Regions from separate parts of the Mus musculus genome. Here region 1 is linked to region 2. Evidence: chromatin contacts called from public Micro-C data. All regions are on one chromosome and are shown on one strand. Each heading gives the region's core, a stretch centred on a gene start, on an enhancer-like site or on the middle of the called end of the contact. The rest is flanking DNA. Distances are from core to core; before and after follow the strand shown. Region 1 holds the start of Rnf152 (ring finger protein 152). Region 2 holds the start of Tnfrsf11a (tumor necrosis factor receptor superfamily, member 11a, NFKB activator).

Region 1 (7,207 bases), core at 1,112-3,611, 420 kb after region 2:
GCAGCCTGCCCCAGTTAATTAACCTTCTCTGTGTGACAGCTTTACAAGACTGGACAGAAGGCAGAACACCCATGATGCTCTGTGAATTAAAATCCCAGCCAGTGGAAATGAATAGAGTTGGAGGTGTTAACCTTCTACATGCTGAATTCTTGCATTTCTCACTTCAAAGAATTGTCTAGAAAGCAACTGGGGGGGGGCAGTTTGAAACATTTTAGAATAATTACTGAATCCTGAAATTGCTTTCCTAAAAGCAATCTTGAGAGGCACTCATGCATAATAATATTTCTGGGCTAAGCTCTGCTGGTAAAATGTTGGGGTGTTATGAATCACCTTCTTTATTTCAAGTCCCTGACCAACATCTGAGTTGTTAATACCTTGCCTAGTTTCTCATTATTATTTTTTTCCAGAGTCCACAACATGGCTCAGTGAATAAGATGCCTGTCCTAGATTGCCTGATCCTAGATTGATGATCTGAGTGCAGTCTCATGGGGAAGGGGAGAACGGAGTCTTGAAAGTGCAACCTGTCCTCCATACCTATACTGTCACCGGTGTGCACCCCTCTCCCTAAATAAAATATAACTAAAAACTAGGAATTCCAGTTCTTAGGAAAATGAGGCAGGAGGAGTACCAGAATGGTCTGTGCTGCCTGATAAATTCCAGCTTAGCCTAGGCTACATGTATGAGACTCTGCCTCCAAAAGGCCTTTTTAATTTTTTTATTAAAAAAAATTATTTTTTTGAGACAGGGTTTTTCTATGTAGCCCTGATTGTCTAGAACTTGCTCTGTAGATCAAGCTGGCCTCGAACTTACAGAGATCCTTCTGCCTCTGCAGGAGGTCTGTACAACCTCCACTGGGCTAATCCCACCCCCACATTGATGGTGAAGTTAAAGATATTCTTGCAAAGTAACCTTAGGTTCCTAAGACATGCATGCAGAGCCTCTGTGGGTGCTGTAGAGGTGATAAGGGAACAATGGAGCAAGAGTCTGCCTGGTGACTGGAGGAAGCAGAGCTCCTACTGGGATCCAGAGACTGCAAGCTTTGTGGGTCTCCCGGATGCAGGTCCCCCCCCCGCCCCCCCCCCCGCGCCCCCGCCTCCCGATGTGTTAATAGCCTGATTGGAACACCAATTCACAAGTTGTACACGTGGGACAAAGCAAGTAGGACCAGCTGCCAACACGGATTCATTAGCTCATACAGAGCCATCATGGGTCTCAGGACTTCTGGAACAACAGCAGTTCTCAACCTGTGGGTCACAACCCCTTCAGGGGTCACAAAAGACCATTGGAAAACACAGATAGTTGCATTCTGATTTGTAACAGTAGCTAATGTTGCTATATGAAGTTAGCAACAAAAACAATTTTATGGCTGGGGGGGTCACCATAACATGAGCAACTGTGTTAAAGGGTCACGGTATTAGGAAGGTTGAGAACCACTGCTGTGTAAGAAGGAACATAGGACCCATGAAGGGAGCCCAGTACCTGAAGTCTAGAAGAAGCCATTTGCTCTGTGCATTAACAGAGCTCCTTTAGCTGAACCACAGAGATGAGGAGACATAACTCAGGTCAGTTTTCAGTTTCTTAATAGAATGGATCCCAAAAGGCCCCAGAACTCAGGCATGGTGCCCCAGACCAGCAGGGGACACCTATCTCCCCTTTTCTCCACTATATGTTAAGTGAAAAAGCAGGAAGAGACCTTATCTTTAGATTCTCCTGGGGTTACATGACATTAAAAGCATATCCCAAAGGTAAGGGCTTTGTTTCTGTTTAGGAGTACAGAGGATAAATCCAGATTCATGCACCCTAGGCAAGCAAGCACTTTACCTCTGAGCCTGAAGTTGGGTTTTAAGGTGGGCAATAGGGTAAACTTAGTAGACCCTCTAGGCTCCTTCCTGTTCACCTCTCCTGTGAGCTTCCTTTACACAGGAGGTTGAGGTGTGAGGTGTCCCTGTGGGGCTCTTTGGGAGCATATCCCGTTCCATGCTGACAGGTTCCTGCCCTTGTTGGGTTAGTGAACTTTCAGGGGCAGCCAAAAAGAACCCAGGGGAAAGGCAATAGCCTAGACTCCTCCCTCTCCCCTGTGGTCTTGAGTCCAGAGCCGCAGCTGGGTCACCACCTTGGCCAGTCCCAGTCGTTCTAGCCTGTGGTGCTCGGCCTCTAGGTCACACCTGATACCGTTCAGGTCCTCCTTCCGTGCTCGGTCCAGGTGCTCGCTGGTCTACGGTGGGTAGAGGGCGCGTCCCTGCTTCCCCACCCACACCAAGAGGTTGGCCACTGGGGACCGACCGACAGACAGACAGTCGGACGTGCCGGCCAAGCTGCCGGGTGGAGTGCGGGAGGGGGTGGAGCCGCCGGGGAGGGGCGGTCCGCGGAGCAGAGCTCACTCAGCCTCCCGCTCCCTTCAGTGCTTGGGTCTCTGGGGGTGACACCAAAAGCTTCCGCTCAGTGTCCGGTGCCTGGCGGCGGGTGTCCGATCGTGGAGGCGGAGGACAGCCGGGCAGGTGGAGGGCGCCGCCTGAAGCCAAAGGAGAGACGAGCAGGGCTGGGCTGCGGGAGGCGCTGCCGCCACTCTGCCCGCGCTGCCCCGCAACCTGCGGCGGGAGGAGCAGGCAGCAGCCGGCCCTCAGCGCTCGTCTAGCAGAGCGCAGCGGGCAGTGCGGACCCCCGGGATGCTTCCGACGTTGCTGCAGCCGCCGGCGGCGTAACAGAGCCGAGCCTGCTGCTGAGAGAGGTCAGTGAGTTTCGGTTTGTTTTCCTGTTCAGTGTGCTCCCAGGTCCCGGGTGCAGAGGGGACTCGCGTGGAAGGCTGTGCCTAGGAGAAAGCGGGAAAGGGCAACGGTAGCCTGAGATATAACTGGAGGTTCTTCCTGGACTATGATTGGGGTGGTTTGTTTGGTTAAAGGAGTGCGGAGCTGGAGAGGCGTCTCTCGAGGAGGTGGTCCCGGGAGTTGGGTTTTCCTCGGGCTTTGCTTTGAGTTGGGAGCGCGATGGGGTCATGGCAGCTGACTCTGGTTCCTCGGAGTCCTGGGATGCCCCCTGGAGCTCTGGTCCCGGGAGCTCGCCTCATGCACGCGCCGCACGCGCCCTTGAGGTGCGCGCACATCCCTGCCGTGCCCCCCCCCCCCCCCCAGCATTCTCAAGCCCTGGGTCGTCCCCTCCAGTCCTGTCCTGCCTTCCTACTCCCGATTCCTAGCTAGAAGTTGCCCCCAAGCCATTATTGGAAAAGGGGGCCGAATGGAGGGCCAGATTCTGGGGGTCTTTTGTGCGGACCCACGGGCCTGGGGCGCTTGCTTCTGGAAGGACAGCAGCAGGACAAAGCCGGCAGGACTTGTGGGGAGCTTCTCCACAGTGTTGGTTTGGGATCCCGCCTACCGTGGGGGTGTGGTGGGGGAGTGCTGCATAGATTTGGAAACAGTAGGGTAATTGACAAAACAGAGACAGTGACTTGAGGTGGTGGCCAGGCAACGAAAGGATACTCTCAGATGCATCCCTGATTGTGTGTGTGTGTGTGTGTGTGTGTGTGTGTGTGTGTTTGTCTGGGCAGGCGACTACATGCCCCGCATTGCTAGCTGTGTGGGCTTAACTCGTGTATTTTGCTAGCATTTTGCCTTAAAAAGATGATGGTATTCTCCATCCTGACTCCTATATTTCTGAGGCATTACGGTTGATGGTAGCCGCTTTACCGCGGGATAACTTGGGGGCGCGGCAGGGGGGGCGTAGACTGCAGAGGAGCCAGGAGGTGATTATTTATCCAGGAGAGCCTTAATGACCCTTCCCTGTTTTACCAGTCTTCTACCCCCCATTCTCATCCTCTCGGGACGCCTACTCGTGTTCCAGTGGTCTCGGAGGGTGCTTGGATTTCTGTCTGTGCTGGGAGTATCTAACTATTACTGCATGTATTTCACTGCAGGCTGAACAAAGCTGGGTCTCAATCGCGCTTCCTGCTTGTCAGCCTCTTGTCTCCCAAACGCTTACTGTTTCCACTTGATGTCAACACGCAGAAGGGGGTGAAAGGGACGCGTGACAGATTCAGGTAACCCCAATGATCTGGGTAACTGCCTGGGTGTCTCTGGGTCATTTGGGCCCACAGCGCTGACACAGGGCTGCCTGGGTGTTTCTGCTTTCACAGCATTTGTATTTGTGAGGGAGTAGGGGCCACCCAAGCAAGCAAAAAAAGTCTGTCCTACCTTTGGGACTTCACTCGAATGTCTTGTTCCACCAACATTGCAAATGACTTCATCCTTTCCTTTTGGAGAGGTCACTGGGAGCCACTTATATTGGACCTGTATTAGTTCCACTGGATGGTGTGAATTTTGATGCTGTCAGTACACAGACAGTTGTACATAAATATGGGTTTGGATAAGACAGTGTTTTGTGTAAAGTGGAGATGTCTTCTAATTAAAGATATTGTGGGAAAGTTAATAATCATAAAGCTCATAAGATATTTGACCAGTGCTCAGTTCGGGCATTGGTCACATGCAGTGGCCTTCTGAGGAAGAAGGACTGTTTCTCTCCCATCTTTTCATTGCCAAAGTATCAGGGCAGGCTGATGCTAAATTACTGGCAGGTAGCAGAGAGGGCTGCTGGGTAGGAGCAGAACGAACATAGAAGAGACAGAGCTTTAGTTATGTTTCCCTTTATATAGACACAAATCATTATCCTCTCTTTCTCCATTTTTTTCCTTTAGATTTTGGTTCTTTCCCTAAAACTCTGGCCTATCATGATAGAATTCATTGAAAACTCACCTTCAGATGTACCAGGACACACATTTCAGCACTGGCATGCCTTCCTAGAATCCAGAGCTTTTAGCATCCCATGGGCTGGAGCATGGGCTAGATCCAGGCTTTCCTTATAGGGAGGTCAGATTGTTGAGGACCATTGGCTCCTGAGACCTCTTTTGCAGTATAACAGCATCAAGGACCAGAGTGGATGCTCTTTACAGTTTTTCTCGAAAATCCCTCTAAAACTAATTAAAGAGCTTAAGATGTTTGTCATTCTGTTCTAGGATAGTTTTGCTTCTAAAGGTGGCTTTAAAACCAGGAGTGACACCAACGTTGACCCTTCTACTGAAAGCTTGGAAAACCATTAGAAGTGGGGCAGTCATTTTGTTCTAGCTAAAACAAAGGCTACTGCTTTGCAGAGACAAGATTACCAACATGGTGTTAGGATGAAGGTATGTTGACAGGTGATTTTTCTGTCAGCAGTAATTCTGGGTGTGTCCTGGATTACAGCAAGAAGAAAAACCACGTGATGGAATAATAGGGAATGTAATAATGCAATAGAATCAAGGGTGTGGCTTTTTAATAGGAAAAAAAAAAACCCTCACACACAATTTTCCACATAGAAAAATAGCTGCCTGCACATGTAATTGCATGTCCAAGAACAAAGATAGCTATAGTGTAGTATTAGATTTTATTGTAATTTTTCATCATGTGCTGTGATAACTCATAATGAAATGTTGATTTACATCAGCTCCCTGGGGTCATCTTCTTTACATCATCTTCTTCCTGGGGTCTCGGGAGGTGGGCTTAGCTCTAGGCTGGCATAGCTGACCTTTGAGTCCAGTGTTTACTTGTTCACCCTGCAGACGCTTTTGTGTACTTAACAGAAATACGGATTCTGTGCAAGGTGCCAAGGGGTAAGTGATGGATAGAGACAACGGTCATGAATCACCCTCAAAGAGATTATAGGGAGACAAAGAAATGCAGGTCTTACTTGGAAGTGACTGAGAAGGCCTGCACGTCTGAGGAGGCTCACACAACCTCTGCTTGATTGTCGTTTTCTCTAGAATGTTCTGAATTCCCCAAATGTCTGGGCTGGGTCAGAAGTAGCCTTTTCTTTACAGACATTGAACTCTTCAGTTGGATTTCCATGGCTGCTGAGGCTCCACCAATGTAGGGAGGCCATTTTCTTTTCATTTCTTTATGACTATTCTACCTGGACCTTCTTGTTCAGCAGTCAGCTGTGCATCAAGTTCAAAATAATGTCTACATTCCTGTGTCACCTGATTTAGAAAGCAGATGGGGACAGGTAGACTTTTGTAGGTTTCTTCTCACTCATTTTAAAGTACTGAGGTGTTATTGATTTTGCTGTAGTGAGGAATATTCAACATACCAGTGCCCGACCATTTCTTTCCTGGGCTTGCAGAATAGAAAGGCCAGGCTCGCTGTAGTTGCTCAGGCCCTAAACTGATAGAGGCTTGCTCAAACTTGGTCTTATGGAATCACTGCTCTCAAGAAAGTGGCTCAGGTATCACTCAGTCTACCCCATAATCCAGCCCAGAAGCATGTCACATTGTTCTGGTCCCAAATAAGCTCTATGACCTTCCTTGCATGGAAATGGGAAGAGCTGGGAACAGCTGAATTATACTGGTGACACAAGTCTCTTGTCCCACGGGGCCTGGCTCAAGGGGTGGAAGGTATTTGCTGTTCCATGAGCAGTTTTTGAGTAAATCAAGGATAAATATCTTAAAGAATCTGCTGAATGCATTGGGGAGATGGCTCAGTGAGTAAAGCGCTTGCCGTGCAAGCATGGGGACCTGCCATTAATTCCCAAGGACCAAGTAAAGCTGGATGTAGGAGCACACATCTGTGTTCCCAGTTTTCTAACAACAAATGATAAGAGAGACAAGAATCTCTGGAGGCTTATGTGCCAGCTAGCTTGCTTGGTGTATGCAGCAGAGAATGACAAAGAATTGCTCTCTCAAACAAATGGATAACACCTAGGTCTTCTGACCTCCACGTGTGTATTATGACATGCACATACATGCACACATGTACATACAGAAAGGTGAATTCATATCATGCACACCATGCACACCTATGCTGCATATACACAGTATGTGAAATGCAGTTTTCCTCCCATCTGTTACTTACTAAAATGTTAGTATATTTACTCATATGATTATATGTCCATTATCAAAGAAATACTGAAGAAATGTTCTTTATGAGTATCTGGGGTGCTGGTTTACTCTGCAGGGATAAGTTAGTAGTTACCTCCGAGGCTGATGCTAGCAGGTCGAATGCCCAGCATTATGTAACAGAAGTGTCCTTTGCAGACTTTTTCTCCCTTACCATCTGCTTCTTGTCTAAGACTTCCTGATTTTCTTTGGAACTGCCCAGGAGAGGAAGGAGTGGCAGGTAGGCCTGAAGTCACCCAGAAGGTGACCTGCTATAACAAGAACCTCAGGAAAACACAGCAGAGGAGAACG
Region 2 (6,807 bases), core at 2,663-5,162:
TCCATGTTCATAAACAAAAAGCTAATCCATACACAGGTCTCCCAACTAAAATGAGGCAGTGAGGCACAAAGCTCAAATGTAGCCACGGCCTAGGGGATTTCCTTGGAAGGGGCCCCATAGGCTTTTCCAGAGCCTCCTTCTTTATAGCCTGCCTTACCACCTCAATAAAGGCTGTGTCTGAGTTATCTCAAAACTGTAAAGGTTTAATGCCTCATCTGTTTGGTGCGTTTCCTGAATTCAGGGCCTTGTGCTAATCTGTAAGGTCATAAACACTGGTGGTTTCTCATTGGCAAGATCCCTTTATGTCTAAACCACACGCACCATCCCCTTGACCTAGAAAGCTTTCTTCCTGACCCACCTCTTGGATCACTTCTTCTCTGAAGCTTGATCTCCCCATCCTTCAAAGACTACTTGAGAAAACTCTTCTTCCCAAAGCACGCCCTCTCCCTCCTCCCTCCTCCCTCCTCCCTCCTCCCTCCTCCCTCCTCCCTCCTCCCTCCTCCCTCCTCCCTCCTCCCTCCTCCCTCCTCCCTCCTCCCTCCTCCCTCCTCCCTCCTCCCTCTCCAATGTGCTTTTCTTATCACACACTTCTTTATGACCGGTACAGCTTCTCCCATTGTCTCTGCCTTTAGACTATAACCTGGGCAGATCCAATTACACATTTGCTCGGTTTTTTTTGTTTTTGTTTTTGTTTTTGTTTTTGTTTTTTCTAGACAGGGTTTCTCTGTATAGCCCTGGCTGTCCTGGAACTCACTCTGTAGACCAGGCTGGCCTTGAACTCAGAAATCCACCTGTCTCTGCCTACCAAGTGCTGGGATTAAAGGCGTGCGCCACCACGCCTGGCTGTGCGGTTTCTTAATGGCATGTTTTACACTCTGTAAATGGCCATCGAGGGAATCAGCCCCAAGGTCTTAGGTAACCTGGTATGTGTACGCATAGTTATCTCAGGGACAACTGTGCAACTGAACTATCAACATAAGGCTTAAGACATTTTAAAAGCATATTTTCATTAGCTCTGAAAACAAATTCAGTTGAAATTATGGGAAGACAGATATAAGAGAGCATGGCCTTCCACTGGACACAAACAAGGCCTCCCGAGAGCACTCAGGGTTGGTCACCTAAGTGGAAATGATCTATGCAGAAGTCTGCATATGGTTCATATGCATATAACTAATGCTCAGAGTGAATCTTCATGGTGTAATGTCCTCTAAATAATTTGCGTTTTAGTAGCACATATTCCCAGTAAGCTTACTGAGGAACAATAAACTTACTGGGAGGTGAAATGGCTCATCAGGCAAACACACCTACCACCGTGCTTTCTGAATGGAGCTTCATCCTCAGACCCACAAGGCTGGGGGTAGAGCTGGCTTCCAGGCGAATTATCCCCTGAGCCAGTGTTTCTCATCCTTCCTCATGGCTCAACCCTTTGATGTAGTGCCTCATGTTTTGGTGACCTTCCCCACCCATAAAATGATTTTCATTACTACTTCATAACTGTAATTTTGCTAATGTCATACATTGTAATTGAAATATCTGATATGCAGGATACTTGATGTATGATCCCTGTGAAAGGGTCATTCGACCTCCAAGGAGGTACACCCACAGGCAAGAACGGCCATGAGTCTGCTCTCTAGCCCACAGCTCACAATAGTTTTAAAATATATACATGTACATATATACATATTTGTACATATATATATATATATATATAGTTACAAATAAAAAATGTATGTAATTAAAATGCCTCAAAGAAAAGCAGAAGAGAAAAAGAAGGTAGGGACGGGATGATCTGAGAGATCAACTTAAGCCACATACAGTCAGTTCACTGTGCCCACGAATTCTGCACACAATTCAATCAACTGCTGATCAAAGATACAACTTAAAATCTGTGACTATGCTGAACATGCAGCAACTGTTTTGGGTTACTGCTCACTAAATAAGATAGCATAACAAGCACACACACTTGCCCTGAGCTGAGGAAACCATAGGAGGAGGTGGAGGATGTAGCTTAGTGGTGAGATGCTGGTCTTCGCAGACCAGCCCCTGGTCCTCGCAGACCAGCCCCTGGTCCCATACCCAGCACAGCCAAGAACACACCCAGCACATGCCTGCACACAGACATACATACAAAATAGGAGAACTGCCAGCTAGTTCCAAACGCTATGCTAGTCTGTTATTAGAATCAAATGTGGGTACGTTTTTCCCTCTCACTGTGTGGTCAGGCAGGTTTTCTGAGGCAGCTAGCTATTGATAGAGACCCGGTTTTTTAGTTTTTGTTTTTGTTTTTGTTTTTGTTTTTAAAGGTAGCTCCCTGTCCGACCTGTTGATCACTTCATTAAGCAAGCAACATTTGAAGTGCTTCAAATGGTCGATTCTGTTAGGTCCTCGCGCCTTGCCCTCCCTCACCCACTCTAAGAGACCCAATTTGCTGGCAATGAAGTAGAGCGAGTCTTTTTACTGTGCAGCTCCAATTTTTAAGTACATTTGCACTATTTCTGTCCTGGTGTCAGCTAAGCTGCCTTTCTCTTCTCTCCTTACCTCAAACACAGCCAGGTCACCTAGGGCAGTGACATTCACAGAAGCCAAAGACTGTTTTAACAGGAGAAAGGAGAATCTAAAACTGCTGAGCCAAGAAACCTCGCTGACATTTTCCCTTCCCGCAGAGGAACCCCCAAGCGCACATGATGTTTAGCAGGCTTCCCTTCATTGAACAGCTCAGTCTACCCGGACAGAAGTGAACATTTGGCTTGGTGCTTGGGGTGGCTGCCACACTGAGTAACACGGTGGTAAAGAAATCACTCCCGGGAACCGCAGTGAGACTCCTCAGTTGCCAGCAGACCAGCAACTGGGATCCAAGCTCTTTATCAAGCACTAGCGACTCCAGAGGGACCCTAACGCGGGATTCAGGGATCTGGGAGCTCTTCCTGCAGGGACTTAGGCTGCAGGGAGGAGATTCTCCACACTGACTTTTGCCTCCTCCTCTAGGCTGCTGATGGTGCCTGAAGAGCTGCCAGAAAAGCCCTGGTCCCCAAGTACTATGCATTCTAGTTACATCCTGTCCATCACCATTGGGCCCAGACCCATCCCAGGTGGAGGCAGGGATTGCAAGGCTTGTTCTTGGCATCAGTAATAGCTCGAGGCACATCACTACCCTAGTTTCTGCCATTGCAAAGACATATTTCATCCTAACATGGTCAAAGGTTTCTAAGCACAAGCAACTCCTGCCGATCCATGAACTGTTTGTGGGGCGGAGGGAGAAAAGGGAACATACGAAAAGGAAAGCTTGTCAGCTTGGCCAAAGAAACTTCCAACTCTCATCCAGGACATCTCTCCTACACTTCTCCGCCTTCGCAGTGGGGCAGATGGAGAGAAAACTAAAATAGGGAAGGGTGTGAAGACCAAGTCAGGGACCCTGCACTCCCAGGGACCCACGCGGATTGAAAGCACGCCCCCAAGGGTAGCAGGTTTTAGGAAGGAATCACTAACCTGGTCTGTACATACAATCTTACTGAGGGTCGCAGAGGTCCGCGTTAGCTACAGATGGGAAGAGCCTACTAGGTGCACCCGGAGAAACAAGGTAGCACCCAAGCTCCGTGCTCCACAGATCCCGTGGCCCAGGTTCCGGCTTCTGCAAACCTCAGCTTTCCAAGCCGCAGCACCCTCCCAGTCGCCGTCCCTTAGATCCACGCACCAGCTGGGGTCTCCATCCGGATACCCCGAGTTTCACCTGGTGCTCGTGAGGCTGGGGCGCGCCAGAGGACCTCGACCCTGGGGGACCACAGGCGACAGCGGTGCGGATCCTTACCTGCAGTGGAACGAGCAGCACGCAGAGCGCCAGCAGCGGCGCGGGCAGCTGGCGGCGCCGCCGGGCGCGCGGGGCCATGGCGCGGTGCGGGCGGGCTGGGCGCGCGGCCTCTGTGGACCGGCGGTCGCCGCCGCCCTCCGCCCGCCTCGTCCCGCCCCGTGCGCCCGGCTCCGCCCGGCACCTGCCCCCGCGCCGCCGACCAGCTCCGCCAGGGGGTGCCCGAGCGTGGGCTGCCGTGACGCGGGACAGAGATGGTTTTGGCATTCCACGAGTGCTTCAGACCCGCGCGGAGTCCTGTCCGAGTGTCCCCAGGCTCTGAGCTCTCTGGGTGCAGCACCTGCGTGCAGGCGCTAGATAGCCCTGCCAAGGTTGTCCTTCGCCTTCAGTGGACCCTGCCTTGTCGCCACTGTGGACCCTGCCTGCACAAGGTGCACCCCTGTTGGGGTTTCCTTAACTGTAACTAAAGAATCTACACAATGTAGTGTCCACGGCTCCCCCAAACCTCCTTTACCCAGCCCTATACTTCCCCTCATTCTGGCCGCCTCCAACAACCGCTTCCTCTTGGCTGTTCTCCGAGTCACCGCACCTGTCTCTGCCCTTCACCCCCTCTGTAACACTCATAGCAAGCTTTCCAGGTAGGTAGAAACTTGCCACCATGCTTAACGAAGCCCTTCACCCGAACCGCTAGGTCACCTACCTTACCTCTTCTAATACAGAACTAGTTTAAAGTCAGGAATAAGCGATCCTGTCGTATTAGTTAAGGGATTCTCATTACTGGCTTCTGGGTTTGTCTTTTTCCAAATTTCAGGTCAGTGTTGGTTACACAATGGTACATACAGCCTTGCCTCTGTGTAGTAACAGTAAGAGGAAGAGCTTTGTCTCCCAGTCAACAGAAACACAGTGTTTTCAATTCCTTGAGTGCCAGAACCGTCTCTGCCAGCTTTCTGACCTCCATGTTAATGGTTTTTCCGTCTAATTCTGAGAAACTATGGAGTTTTCTAACAAGGAAGACTGGATTTGTCTATTATTTCTTTGAATTCTGTCAGTTTTTCTCATCCTTGAAACTCCCTTGAGACATAGCGATTTATGTCTTCTCGGTACATTGACCTTTTATCATCACAACATGCCCTTCTTGATCAACATAAAATTTCACATTCTGGTCTACTTTACATTTATGTGTAGCCATGTCACCTTTCTTATGAATGCTATGTAAGTAGTATATCTGATTCTTTCCCATGCAAGACTGTTTAAAGTGGCAGCATACATTTTAGACTGTTCCTGCCTTCCTATTGGAGCGTGCACATTTAGTGATCGTCACATACGGTGAATTGAAGTCTATTACCTTTCTGATTTTTTCTGTTTGTTGAATCTTTAGTCCACTTTTATTATTGACTTCCTTTGTGTTTCTCTAAAACAATTTTGGAAACAGTATTTTATTTCATGCATTGCAATACAATTTTGTGTTAAATAAAATACTACAGTAGAACTCTTTGATTTAAAATGATATTATTTTTAAAACAGTAAAGTGGGAAAATTTTCAGGTTACAAAACCCTTTCCTGGAAAACAGTCCTTTGGATTACTTCTAAGATTCCATTTTGTCACCCATCATTAGCCTGCTTCATACATATCCTTGTTTGCGTGTGTGTGTGTGTGTGTGTGTGTGTGTGTGTGTGTGTTCATGTGCACGTTGTAGGCCTGAGGCCAATGCTGAGTATCTTCCTTAATTACTTCTCCTTCTCAATACAGAATCGTTCACAAAACCTAGAGACCTTACCAATTCTGCTAGATTGGCTGGCTAAGGGAACCCCAGGGATCCTTGTATCTCCTCAAAATACTTGCTTGACTTTTAAATTCTTGGCTGTCCAGCCTGATTGGTTTACTACCCAGTTGCTTTTATGTTTTCTGGAAACTAAACTGTGTGTGTTGCCTTAAAAAGTTAAAAATCATTTGGAGAAGCAAGTCCATGTCTAAGAATTTAACATATTGACACACTGAGGGAATGCACAAAACTGTTTATTTCAGCATTTTGATAAAAATCACACAACGAAAAAAAATGTGTATTTCAGTAGAGAAAAGTTTGCTTTTCATGGTTTGTAATATTTAAAACCCCTACATGTTTGTTGAAAAGATGTTCACATAGTAAATGAGAGAAGCAACTTACTGCTCGATTTCACATTTGTAAACAAGCACAGCAGCCTCATGGGGTTTACTTGAAGCAGTTGAAGATCGTTTCTAGGAAGTCCACAGCGGCAAGTGCTGAAGCTCGCAGTGAGTACCCCCACTGCAGCCTGGAGAAGAGCTCTGCAGCTCAGACAGAGGTACAGAGAGGCTCAGGACTCTAGGCAACAAACAGAAGTGAATTTTCAGTAGCAGCCGAGTTGCACAGTGGGGAAAAGAGAAAGTTAGAACTTTATTTTTTGATGGTTTAAAAGTGCAGATGCTCCCTGATTAATGACATGGCTACATGAAGATGAACCCACAAGTTGAAATAATCCAGCCCAGATGCCACAGGTCAGAACACAGGACTCTGCAGATTGCTGGCTGCTTCCCTTCTTGCTCCCAGCTGAGTGGGAGCTGTGGTTCAGCTACTGCCTAGCACCAGGGCAGGATTGTGCACTCTGAGTCAGGAGGAGGAAGAGGAAGAGGAAGAGGAGGAGGAGGAGGAGGAGGAGGAGGAGGAGGAGGAGGAGGAGGAGGAGGAGGATCCAACATTCTCACAGTGCTTGTGATGGATGCTATTATTCTTGGGCCGTGCCAAAGCTGAAAAAGATGGAGTTTATTCTCCTGACTATTATAAGTCAGCGACCAACTGAACTTTCACTGAGGGCAAAGTTCTTTTATAATTTTTAAAAACAATTTTTAATCTTACAGGAATATGTATATGCTTGCTAAGTTTTTTCTGTAACACATGTGTACAAGTGCTAATATAGTCCACAAGATGGGACCAGAGCTAGATCCCTGGGAACTGGAGTTACAGGTGGTTGTTAGCTGCCTGGTGTGG

Evidence for each region. Hi-C and Micro-C count contacts between places; a contact is called where the count stands out from the background.
Region 1: a Micro-C map of embryonic stem cells shows a contact between it and region 2, with 4 times the contacts expected there. The contact joins the promoter of Rnf152 here to the promoter of Tnfrsf11a in region 2. A contact is called at or near these places in 2 of 39 promoter capture datasets (liver and stem cell-derived epiblast-like cells), 1 of 484 Hi-C or Micro-C datasets (embryonic stem cells) and 1 of 115 datasets of contacts at active chromatin or transcription factors (pancreatic cancer cells).

What each region holds. Positions count from the first base shown.
Region 1 is chr1:105,351,864-105,359,070 of GRCm38.p6, reverse strand. It overlaps Rnf152 (ring finger protein 152), which reads left to right and starts at 2,361. Exons shown (of 3, transcript NM_178779.4): 1 at 2,361-2,728; 2 at 3,908-4,030. It overlaps Gm17634 (predicted gene, 17634), which reads right to left and starts at 3,064. Exons shown (of 2, transcript NR_151540.1): 1 at 2,166-3,064.
Region 2 is chr1:105,777,828-105,784,634 of GRCm38.p6, reverse strand. It overlaps Tnfrsf11a (tumor necrosis factor receptor superfamily, member 11a, NFKB activator), which reads right to left and starts at 3,912. Exons shown (of 10, transcript NM_009399.3): 1 at 3,806-3,912. The coding sequence starts at 3,883.